Linked DNA regions of Sus scrofa: region 1 is linked to region 2. A link is a contact called in public Hi-C data. All regions are on one chromosome and are shown on one strand. The core of a region is the stretch at or near the end of the contact, and the rest is flanking DNA. Distances in the headings are between cores, read along the strand shown.

Evidence for each region. Hi-C and Micro-C count contacts between places; a contact is called where the count stands out from the background.
Region 1: a contact with region 2 is called in a Hi-C map of omental adipose tissue, with 4 times the contacts expected there. The contact joins two enhancer-like sites. A contact is called at or near these places in 7 of 47 Hi-C or Micro-C datasets (embryonic fibroblasts, heart right ventricle, mesenteric adipose tissue and 3 more).

Annotation. Positions count from the first base shown.
Region 1 is chr3:119,567,722-119,573,587 of Sscrofa11.1, reverse strand. No RefSeq gene overlaps it. Among named protein-coding and RNA genes, the nearest start is that of RDH14, 120 kb to the right of the region's middle. Within about 2 kb of position 2,862, at least 6 of the 83 cell types and tissues checked have an H3K27ac peak or open chromatin away from gene starts, as enhancers often do. A contact at or near this core is called in omental adipose tissue, where this site is marked.
Region 2 is chr3:119,385,150-119,391,144 of Sscrofa11.1, reverse strand. The region is part of intron 3 of LOC106509892 (a long non-coding RNA gene); the gene reads left to right. Among named protein-coding and RNA genes, the nearest start is that of RDH14, 66 kb to the left of the region's middle. Within about 2 kb of position 1,459, at least 3 of the 83 cell types and tissues checked have an H3K27ac peak or open chromatin away from gene starts, as enhancers often do. A contact at or near this core is called in omental adipose tissue, where this site is marked.

The sequences.
Region 1 (5,866 bases), core at 1,613-4,112, 180 kb before region 2:
TTAGGACAAGTAGGATTTAGTCAAATCGAAAACTATACACAGATACAACTTAACATGGATCTTACTTTCACTAGGTTTTTTTAAAAAATCATATTCTTTCTTAAAAATATTATATCATAAAAGGAAATATATAACTTACGGCAACACATTTTGAAATTTGGGGAAAATAAATAAAAATCGCTCATATTTCCACCAACCTGGATCATTATTATTAATATTTATTTTAATTTTCTTAATAGTAATCATTCATATTTGAAGCATTATTATTGTGATTACTGTTCTATGCACATATCTTAAAAACAAAAATAGGAGTTCCCATGGCTGCTCAGAGCTAACAAACCTGACTAGTATCCATGAGGTCATGGGTTCGAACCCTGGCCTCCCTTACTGGGTTAAGGATCCAGTGTTGCTGTGAACTGTGGTGTAGGTCATAGATGTGGCTTGGATCTGGCATTGCAGTGTCTATGGTATAGGCCAGCAGCTGCAGCTCCAATCGGACCCCTAGCCCGAGAACCTCCATATGCTGCGAGTACAGCCCTCAAAACACCAGGGGGGAGAAAAAAAAAAAAGTGGAAGCAAACAGAATAGGCTGTTCCGATCTTTTTCTTTTTTTCCTCTAAACAGCATATGAACAATACATACATAATAAGCACTATTATCACAATATCTATTATAGTCACTATTTAAATTTATCATATGAATGTACCATATGATATACTCCTATGGTTAGCCGTGTAACTTGTTTCCACCTTTTATCTATTCCAATTAATCCTGCAGTGATAACCACCATTCTAGTGGATATATTATAGAACAACCTGTGATTGTATCCTAAAGACAACTTTTTGGGTGCCTTTTTTTAGGGCCCCACCCCTATGGAAGTTCCCAGGCTAGAGGTCAAATCGGAGGTACAGCTGTAGGCCTACATCACAGCAAGGCCAGATCCGAGACATGTCTGCGACCTGCATCACAGCTCATGGCAACACCAGATCCTCAACCCACTGACTGAGGCCAGGGATTGAACCCTCATCCTCATGGATACCAGTCAGGGTCATTACCACTGAGCCACAGTGGGAACTCCGAATGAAAGCACATTTCTAAAGCTTGTAATGAACACTCAAAAATTGTGCTTTAGAAATGCTGCTTTGCAAAAGCCTACAAGATGATCAATTTTCTTTTCTTTTTCTTTCTTTCTTTTTAGGGCTACACCTGCAGCATATGGAAGTTCCCAGGCTAGGGGTTGAATTGGGAGTGTAGCTGCGACTTACGCCACAGCCATGGTGACAGAGGATCTGAGCCATACTTGCAACCTACACTGCAGCTTGCAGCAAGACTGGATCCTTAACCCATTTAGCGAGGATGGGGATCCAACCTGCATCCTCATGGATACTAGTTGGGTTCTTAACCTCCCGATCCACAACAAAAACTCCTTGAGAGGATCTATTTTCTAGACCCTCACCAGCACAACACAGCATCATTTAGAAACAACCATTTCAAATTTGATAGACAAATATAATATTGCTTGACTTTAATTTGCATTTTTGATCATTTGGGAATTTATGCATGGTTCTCTGAAATTTAATATGCGCATTTTGTGTATGTGTTCATGTCCTCTGCCTGTTTTCCTATTGCTAACTTTTCTCCTATTGAAACCTTCTAAGTAACTGCAGAGAAACAGTCTTCAGGTTGTTGTGAGCATTCGGTGTCCTACATAATGTGGGTATTGGGGCATCCATACCTTCTGGTTTCTTTCCTGTGGAGATTCTGCCCTGAACCTCCTCAACTTCTCTGCAATTGTCCTCTGGCTTGTGCCTTGAGTTAATTCTGGGATTGAGAAAGAGAAGGTAGAAAGTTCTGGATTTACCTCAAGGCTAAGTACCCATGAAGGGAGTGTTAGGAAATGAGACCTGAAAGTAAACTTGTGTTAAATCATAAAGACGTTGAAAGCGGAGGATTTTAGACTCTTCTCGGTCAGCAATAGGGAGCCTCCCATTGAGTTTTGAGTGGGAGAAAGACGCGAGGAAATGATGTGATTCAGAGTGTATCCAGCAGGTGGCACAATTGTAACATGTCTTCTGCCTGAGAGGGTCTCCTAGGCATTTCGGCTTTTGTAGGTAAAGTCCACGTGTGAAAAGGTACCTTTACGGAAACCTTCAGACTGGAATGATCTAGATCACTCTAGTGGACTGCAGTGGGATGGATTTTGCTAACAACTGAAAGAACTCTTAAACAGCATCTCTGTCCCTTTTTATAATATTCATGCTTTCTCCAAAAGCCTGTTTTTTGTTCACGTGTATCCAGTGCCTGTTGAGACCCAGTTCAGTGCCTTCCCGTACATTAGGCTGTTTCTTCAAATACCAAATGCTGTTTCTGACAAATTATTTTTCAGTTATTTAATGAAGGCTAGAGTAGTAACTTTCAGTTCTGAAAAGTTGGGAAAATATCAGGGCAGACGGAGCGCTGTACCCTGAACAATTCACTAAATTGTGGTCCGTTTTTTCATTCTTACCAGATACATAGCAGCCAGTCCAAATGATTAGATATTTGTTTTCTTCCAAGAAATTCTTCGTATCAGTTAAATGGTAATGAGAGAATACTGGGTATCGAGATCTATGAGAAAATTCAAGAATTCCTCCATTATTCTAAGCGCGATTTTAAGATTTGTATCATCTTTTGTCATTTGGTTCGACCTATTTGAAACATCTCTGCTTACATTTAAAGAAAAAAAAAAGATTCAGTACAAACTATTCAAGTCCAAATGTTTTTCCCTGAAACCTCAGTGGATCCCCTCTGAATGACAGCGAGGCACATGTTTGTAGTTGGGAATCTGGCAGCAAGGAGCGTGAGTGCTGATGGTCAGGATGTTCTGGTTCAGAAGTTAGAAAATAAATAATTCCTGAGAGGAAGGATTCTTCGGCTCTGGGCAGCTGATACGGCAATAAAATAAATAGGCAGTAAAAGACACTTCCTGTTTTGAGAGTTCACATTTCATATTGGCAAAGCGCATCTCTTAAATTCAATCTCATGCTTCCATAAATAAACCTGGCACCTTTTTAAACACTTTTCCATCTGCTGCAGAATGAGGAGTGCATTATTGAATACACCTCAGGGAGTCCCAGAAATGGGAAAAGACTACTTGTGAGGAACACACCATTGCAGTTGGCCTTGGCCCAGAGGAGCCATCAGGAGATTGTTTGAGTTCAAACCATTGTAACAAGACCCTGATGGTGTTTCCCCACCGCCTTCGGTTCTATGCGAGGCTGTCATGGCTGGAGCTTCAAACCAGGAGGAGCCAGAAATGGTCTTTCGGTTGAGTCAGGGTTAGACAGGTTGGCAGGATTCTTTGCTAAAACACCTGGGGTAGTTCTCATCCAGCTCCTGACACCTTCTTCAACATATTAATCCAGTTTCCCAGAATGGATAGAAAAGTCTGTCTACCTGCACTAGAACCCAGAAGAAAAGGTCTGATTCCAGACAGTAGAAAATCCGGGGTCTCCTTGGGTTGGCAGCAGTCAACTCTGAGCTCATCTCTATGGTCGGGAAAGCATGGGATAGGATCACACCTTCATCATACTAGAGAACCAGTATCAGAGAAATGATTCAAGTCTCTATTTTGCTGTTAACTTTGTGATCTTCGACAGGTAGGGAGATCATTGTAGCCTCAGAGCCTTGTGATAAAGTGAAGTAAAACCCATGAAATCAATTAGCACAGGGCCTTGTTCTTGGGCATGACATTATCTTATGTAGCCCCACAAAAGGAAATCAAAAACTCTGAAAATTATGACTGTGAGGCTTCCCCCATGGCACAGTGCACTAAAATCTCAGAGATTTTAAACTACAGGGGGAAATGTGCTTTTCAAACCAATGAAGGGAGTTCATGGCTCAGCAGTAACGAAACTGACTAGTAGCCAGGAGGATGCGGGTTCAATCGCTGGCCTGCTCAGTGGGTTAAGAATCCGGAATTGCCGTGAGCTGTGGTGTAGATCATAGATGCAACTCGGATCTGGCATTGCTGTGGCTGTGGTGTAGGCTGGCAGCTGCAGCTCTGATTCAGCCTCTAGCCTGGGAATTTCCATATGCTTCAGGAATGGCCCTAAAAAGCTAAAATAAAATAAAATAAAATAAAATAAAATAAATAAAATAAAATAGTAAAGCCAGTGAAAACTGGTAAGAAATTTGCCCAACCTCACACAGTGGCAGAATTAGAATTTTGATGCAGGGACCCTAGGAGACTCTGTCTTTCTCTCAGTCAAGGCACAGGAGCATCTGTCAGCCACTCTCCATGCCCAATGCCATGTTCGGGGCATTTCTGTCCTCCTCTGGCCACCCTGATTTACTGCTTCAGGACCTTATCTTCCTGCAACTTGTTGAATAGTTCACCCCACAGAGCTCCAGCTCAGAGCCTGAAGAGAGAAAGACAAACAGACTCAAGGATGGTTCCAGGGTGCCAGTGGCTGGCATTTCAGAGATAATTGAAGGCAAAAGCTGCCAAGGGCCTGATTGGTGCTGACTGGGGCCCTGAAGAGACAGCTTGTGCTCAACAGTGATTTACTATTGCATTATCGTTGGTACCGGCTTGCAGGCCTGCAATTAGATTGGACTGTGGTTGGAGTTGCTTTCAGGACTATCAGATCCCCTTAACCTTTAGCTGACACAGGCCTGTCTTTCTCCTTGAATATCTGGAGCTAAGTGCTCTGTAATTCAACTTGACTCTTTCTCTTCCATCTCAGCTCAAGGTTATTGACTTCTTTTCTTCGATGGCCTAAGTTGTCTCATTGCTTCTGATAAAATGGCACAGAAAGAATTAGACCTTGAACTGTGGGTTCAAAATAAGATGTCTTAAGGGAAAGAAAGTGAGGGCTAGATTACTACAAAATGCTGTTATTACAGAAACTAAAGAAGTGGTACACTTGCATTTTACCTAACTTTGACAAGTTCTTACTAAAAACGAAAGGTGAGGAGCTCCTTTGGTGGCTCAGCAGTAACCAACCGGACTATTACCCATGAGGATAAGGCTTCGATCCCTGGTCTTGCTCATTGGGTTAAGGATCCCAGCATTACTGTGCGCTGTGGTGGAGGCCTGCAGCTGCAGCTCTGATTCGATCCCTAGCCTGGGAACTTCCATATGCTGCAGATGTGGCCCTAAAATCCAAAAAAAGAAAAAAAGAAAGGTGAGCATGAAAGATGCTGCCTTTCCGAGAAACTGTGACTAGATTCAAGCTAACTTCCTATTCTGCCATTGGCCAGCACTATGGCTTTGGAAAGTCAGCTCTCCTGGCTGAGCCTCTGCTTCCCCATCTATTATTCAAGGAGTGGAACTGGATCCTCCTCCTCATTCCTCGCTGCCCTGATTCTCAGACATTTCTCATCTTACTGGGTTGGCCACCACCACTGTTGATTGCGTTTTTGTCTCTGCCCTCAAACCCCCCAAAACCCTGGGAATCACAACATTTTCAAATCTTTCACGGTATCATTGGAATCTGGAAGCAGCCCAGGGTCTTTTCGCAGGCAATGTGCCCTCACATTTGCTTCAGGAAACCTAATCACTGGGCTTTGTCCAGATGGCCATAGGATGATTTTCCATCTATGTTTCTTACGGCCTTGAGAAGCATCCTGATCTAGCAGCATGACAGCAAGAACTCCTAGCCAGAGCTCTCCAGACAGGCTGGGCTCCTGGGGCAGTGGAACATCTTCCTAGCGTCTTCATGCAAAGCTAGACTCTGTGCCCAGCACTTGCCTCTCCTCTGGGATCTCTCTGCACCTTTGTACACGATTCTACGCCAGCATGTGAGGTCATTTATTTGCACGTTTTTTTCCCCCAAGAGGCTGTCTGCTGTTTTCAGGTCCAAATGGAGATTGACGTGTCTGT
Region 2 (5,995 bases), core at 210-2,709:
ACTTCAACATCCAGTCACTTGAAAATGTCCAAATGCTTATGCTTCCTCTGGCCTGCACCATACTGTCCCTGCTGCTGACTAATTACCAGAGGGTCCTTTTAGACCTCTTATAGTAAGCCTTCATCAGCATCCTAAGGCTAGGATTGTGCTTTCTTTACATCTCTGTAATATCATATACTTTACTCTGTCAGAGTACATATTACTCTCTTTTGACAGTTTCCATTTATTCATCTGATACATCTGAATTTCCAATTCAGTTGAGAGCATCTTGAAGGCAGGAACTATGACCAATAACTTTTTTGTTCTCAGTGTTTTGCATTGGACTTGGCTCATAATAGACATATAGTAAATGCTAATGAAAAAATTGACTGTATTCATTCCTTTAACACAATTTATAGAGTGCTTATGAAGTTCCCAGGCCTAGGCTAGACTTTGAGAATGGCAAGACGAAAATATGATAAAATATTATTTTTACTTTCAGGTAGCTCACATACTAAGCACAAAAACTGATATTTAAACAAATAATTATAGTAATATACTATCGATTAATTTGGGTCAGTGTGTAATACTATGAGAGTGCAAAGGAAAATACTTGTGAGGTCAGGGAAATTTTTTCCCTGTGTAGTACTGAGGAAGTTCTTTTGCACATGGAGATCAGCAAGTTATTCCATAATGGTTCATGTATGTCATTTGTTCTTAAACCAATCTGCTTGAGTACAAACCTTAGTAAGTGCTATTGGGCAAGTTACTTACTCTCTCTGTGCCTCATTTTTTTTTTTGTTTGTTTGCAAAATGTGGGTACTAAATGGACCCACCTACCTCATAGGATTGTTGTGAGGATGAAATGTGGCAACATTTTAGAATAATGTCTTGCACTCAATAAATGCTAGCACTATCATTATTTCTCTTACAGTTATTATTGTGGTCCTAAGGAAATCAGTCATCTCTCTAACTTTGGGATGGATCTTCTCGAAGATGGAATACAAGCTTACTGCTCTAGTTCTGCATCCCTGCTTATGCTTGTTCTGCATCCCTGCTTATGCTTGTTGCTTAAAGATTTGTGATCAGGTCGCTTGAAGTTAAAAGAGATTGGAACCTCTCTTTGGATTGTTTGGAGAGCCTCAATTTTAAAGATTTGAAAAGTTAGAAAGTAAGCAACAAAGATATCCTAGAGTTGGTTGCTGAAAGTGATAGAGAGAGACTTCCTGATTCCTAGGAGCTGGAGAGAGGAAAGAAACATTTATTCTCCTCAACCTAATAGTAGGAGAACTGTCATGCTACAATTCAGTTTTCTCAACCAGATGAGAAAAACAGACTCAAAAGCTTTCCAGTGCCTTGAATGTTTAGTGAAAGATATGAATCTGATGGAGTCCCCTGGTCCCAGTTTGTAGCCTCATTATGCTTTCTCCTGGAATTTTCCAAATTCCTCTTGCACTCACAGAGATTGGTGAGTACAGTCCTGGCTTATCACGGCCAATTCCACCATATGTTCCCTTCTGGGAATTTTCACCAACTCCTGAATAAATGATACAACTCCTCAGTTGTAATTTCACAACCGCTTATGTCATCTCCCCTCACCCCACCCTTCTCAAGCTTGAAAGTTGCATTTTTCTACTCTTCAATCAATTCCCAAATTTAGAATTACTTTTTTTTTTTTTTTGCTTTATCTCTCCCACGTTTGCAAATGTATTTCATTCCAGGGATGGAGCAGTCTGACATAACTAACCTATCTTGCCTGGAGAGAGGACTCTTGGTAGCAATGTCCCTTTGGACTATCCTAGTATTTCTAGTTTCTTCTTGATTTAGAGTCTGTCACTGTGCATGTGGACCCATTGTTCTTAGAAAGAAATTTGATATTCTCAAGCAGCCCCAAACACCTTCTCTGGCTGCCTCCCATTTCTCTTTCCCTTTTCTCACTCCATAGCCTCCAAGGACTAACTCCACACATTTCCCTACACTTCTTGGCCTATCACTTGCTTTACTCCTCCATCCTGGCCTCCACTTGTCCCTCTCCTGGTGACCCCAAGCTGTAAAATGCTGCAGTATCTCTGGCTTGGGTTCCTTATCTGGCCCCAAATTCTTTTCTTCTCCTTGTTAAGACACTGAGGAAGAAAGAATGTTCATTTATAATGTTTTACTTCTCTATCTTTTTCCTCCAGCCTCCTTTAGATGACATTTTTGCTCAGGCTGCCATAAAATTGAAATGTCCTTTTCTCACTTGCCCTAGGAAGTGCGGCATTTCCCCAGAAATAGTTAGGATCTGATCCTTAGGTTGTTGCATATGATGAGAAATAGTTTAAACAAAGTTGATGATGGTCTGTATATCAAAAGAGAGAGAAGTGGGAGGCACTGGCTGCTTTGAAGACAGTATCCTCCTTCCAAAATGGAATTTCTGGCACGATCTCCAAGTTCTTGTGTTCCCTTTTTGCTTTTATTCCCAGGACTGTAGGAAAGAGTGGTTTCACATTATTTAGGCTTCTTACCACTACTTTGTTTATCCTACCATGCTTTGTAACATGCTTTAAGGGAAACCTGAATATCACCCGAAGCTTGAGGATCAGGAAGGTGTGTTTAGTGACTATTGTAATTCCTCTGAACAAGAAATAAAATCATGTTCATAATAGTATCGTACTGGGTGTGCTTTTGTATATTTCGAGAGCACCCTCACACATATTTTGACTTGAATTTAAAACTGTTGACCTACCTTCTTGCCCAGGTGCTAGCCTCCAGCTGAATGGCTACAATGTGGTCAAGAGAAGATCCACTTCTACCTCTTAAAGTAAACATTTGAAACCAACAGATAAAGAGGGCCCGGGTATATAATTCTTTCTGGAATATAGGGATACTAGGAAAAAATATCAAAGGAATTAAAGGTTAAATGGTAGATATTTTTTGCATATAAATGCCACACAATAAATGGTAGTATTATTGTTATAAGAAGACTTTCACGTGTTTCTTCATTTGGTTTTCACACCTATACCTTGAGGATCACTGTCGTATTATGACAAGAGATTGGGTTCAGAAAGTCCTAGGTGTTGGCCTGCCCATATTAGGAATCCAGGAAGTATTGAAGTTGGGACTCAAAGCTAGGTCACCAAATTTTGCTCTTTCCATCATATCACACTGACTCTTATAGAGTTCTTTTTTGCTTTGCTTATTTAGCTTACAGATATTTATTGAGCACCATCTGTATGCCAAGTACTGGATTAAGTATTGAGGATACAGATCTATGTAGACCTAGAATCTTCCCTCGGTTCTTTCCTTAGAATGCTTCAGGCCCATTTCTCATGTTTGTGGAAAAATGTGTGTTTGCAATACTTTGAAACCTGAATTTTTGTGAGATGCTTAACTTGTGTTTCTTCCTTTTATACTAACATAAGCCAAGAACTTTATAAGGCACTAAAAATATTTTATGAACAGTTTATGAGACCAAGTATAAATGTGATCATTCATTTTACAATAGAGTTCACATATAGGTTAGAAGGAATTAAGAAACTGCTGACAGATAGGCTGAATGTTGGGAAGTAGATATATGCAAAATATATAGATAAATACACGTGTGTATAGATGTATATGCATATGCACATATGTAGCTATGTTTCAAAGCTAACATGGTTAGTAACCAATTTTGTCTGAATATTTTGCTTTCTTTGTGGATAAATAAGTTTAGTTTATTCTTGTAAATGGTGCTTCCCAAACAGGATTCTATTCAAGCAACTCTTGGTTTATTGCAGTGATGGGGAGCCTAGTGATCTTGACTTGGATAACCGGTGTGTCTACTGTCATCACTTGTCACAAAGACCTTGGTGTAGCATATGCCCTGGGGGGCGGCTCATAGGGTGAAAGGTTTTTAGTAATGGAGTCACCCAGCTGTTTGAACAGCTGTATTAGCAGAGCTGTTTGGACAATTTTACACAATAATATTTTGTGACAAAACTTTGGTATGTAAAATGACCATTGTTTCTCAAAGTTACTTTTAAAAAAAAAAAACAGAAAAAACCCCAGAAACAGAACATGAATTCAAAGGGGTTCACAATTTAATTGAAAAAATGAAGTATATCCTTTTGAAATGTTATGGTAAAACATAAATGGCTTTTGCTTCATCCCAGACATTCATTTGAAGCAAGGCATTCTGCTGGAGAAGAAACCCATAAGGGCTTCTTTAAATAGGATACACTTTGATTGTGATCCAAGGAAGAACTGATAGTGAGAGATTAAAACATTTCCAGGGTAATTTACAGCTTCCTGCATTTTTTAAGGTTACTTTATTTTATGCCTTAGTGGTCAGAGATAATTTATATATGCCATGGCAGAAAGAAGTATGGCCAGAGGTTTTCTCTGCAGCTCAGAGTCTTGCTTGATTTAAGAGAAGAGATGCTATCTCATGCTGTACCAAATGGAGCCAAGACCTGTAGATATTACACAGCAGCCAAGTCTGTCCACATATGTTGACAAGTTTTACAGGCAATATATTTCTGAGCTCTTGATCAAGATAATAGTAATAATAATGACAACAACAATAATAATAAGGATAGAAGGGAAAAAAAGGAGGAAGTAGAACTGCTACTGCACCAGAAATGCTAAGATTATCATCAGCAATTAATAACACTAAGAATCCTATAATTCCAGTGTATATGTTAACTAGATTTTACTCAGCAAATGTTTTTTGAAAGGGTACCATGTGCCAACCACTGTGCTATACACTGAAAGGTTAGGTGAATCAGATTCAATTCTATATGGTCTAGTTGGGGAATTCTCCTGTGGGACTAATTTACCAAAACCAAAACACAGCAACATCAAATGTGTCCTAGGGGCACAAAGAAAAGCACTGTAGGAACAAAACATAGGTATTGTATTAGATTGAGGGATTGAGAAAGTCCATATGTATATTTATATACAGGAAGTGTGTTTTTTGATAAATGGATATGGAAAAGGGAAAAGTCATCCTAGCAAAATATGCCATGAACAAAGGTGTTGAAATGGGAGTATATAGAGACTCTGTCTGCAGAATAAGGAGCAGTCTGAGGAGCTGGAATGCAGAATGTTTTAGGTAGAATGTGGCAAGGGAAGGGTCTTCATTATTTGCTCTCAGAGAGCTAGGTTGCTGTAGTGCCAGCTTAGAATATGCCATACACTGAAGGTTGATGTCAGTACACTGGTTTGGACCTTACCTTCTTTTCTGTTCCATCTCTCCAAGCTGCCATCCAGTGGCTCATTTTGCTATGAACTTAGATTCTTGCGAAGATATAAAGACCTCTAGTCAAAAGGGATTCTCTACCAGTAAAATGTCAGATCACATGACAGGCTGGAGAGGGTGCCTGGCTTCTCCTTTGTTCTCTTCCAGAAGGGCCATCCCTGGGAAATGCTAGTCCTCTCCCTGCCTACATCATCCGGAGACTTTTCATTTAATGTCTAGACATAATTACTCTTTAGTACAAAGGAAAGTGAAATCATGGACACTAGAGATTGTACATGATCCTGAAAGGTGCTATGGGGAGAATTTGTAGATGGAGACTCTGACTTTATGTGTGTTCAGCTGACTGGTTGCAGAGGAACCCTTTAAGGGCAATGTGTTATAACTATAAATAGGTCATTGTGTTCTGGTACTATTAGCATAATTGATTAAGAGTCATTAACCTGGTCTTTAGTCCTGGCTGGACTAAATCTTGCTGTGTGACCTTCGGATAGTTACTTAACCTCTTTGAACTCTAGTTTTATCATTTATGAAAGTACATAGATCTATTTGATCTCCAAGTTTCCGTCCATCTCTAATTTTTCTCGTTGTTGCTCAATGGAGACATTTTGGCTGTAGTTTTCAAAACATGAGGAATGAGTGGATGAAGTTTCACATTTCATCTTGATTTTTGGATTAAAATGTGGATATTATTCAAATTCAATATGAAATGGAAGGCATATCAAATCATTTCTTTCCTACCAGTGTAATTCTAATGTAAGTTTTCAATCTTGCTAAGGAGAAAAAAATGTCAAATATTTT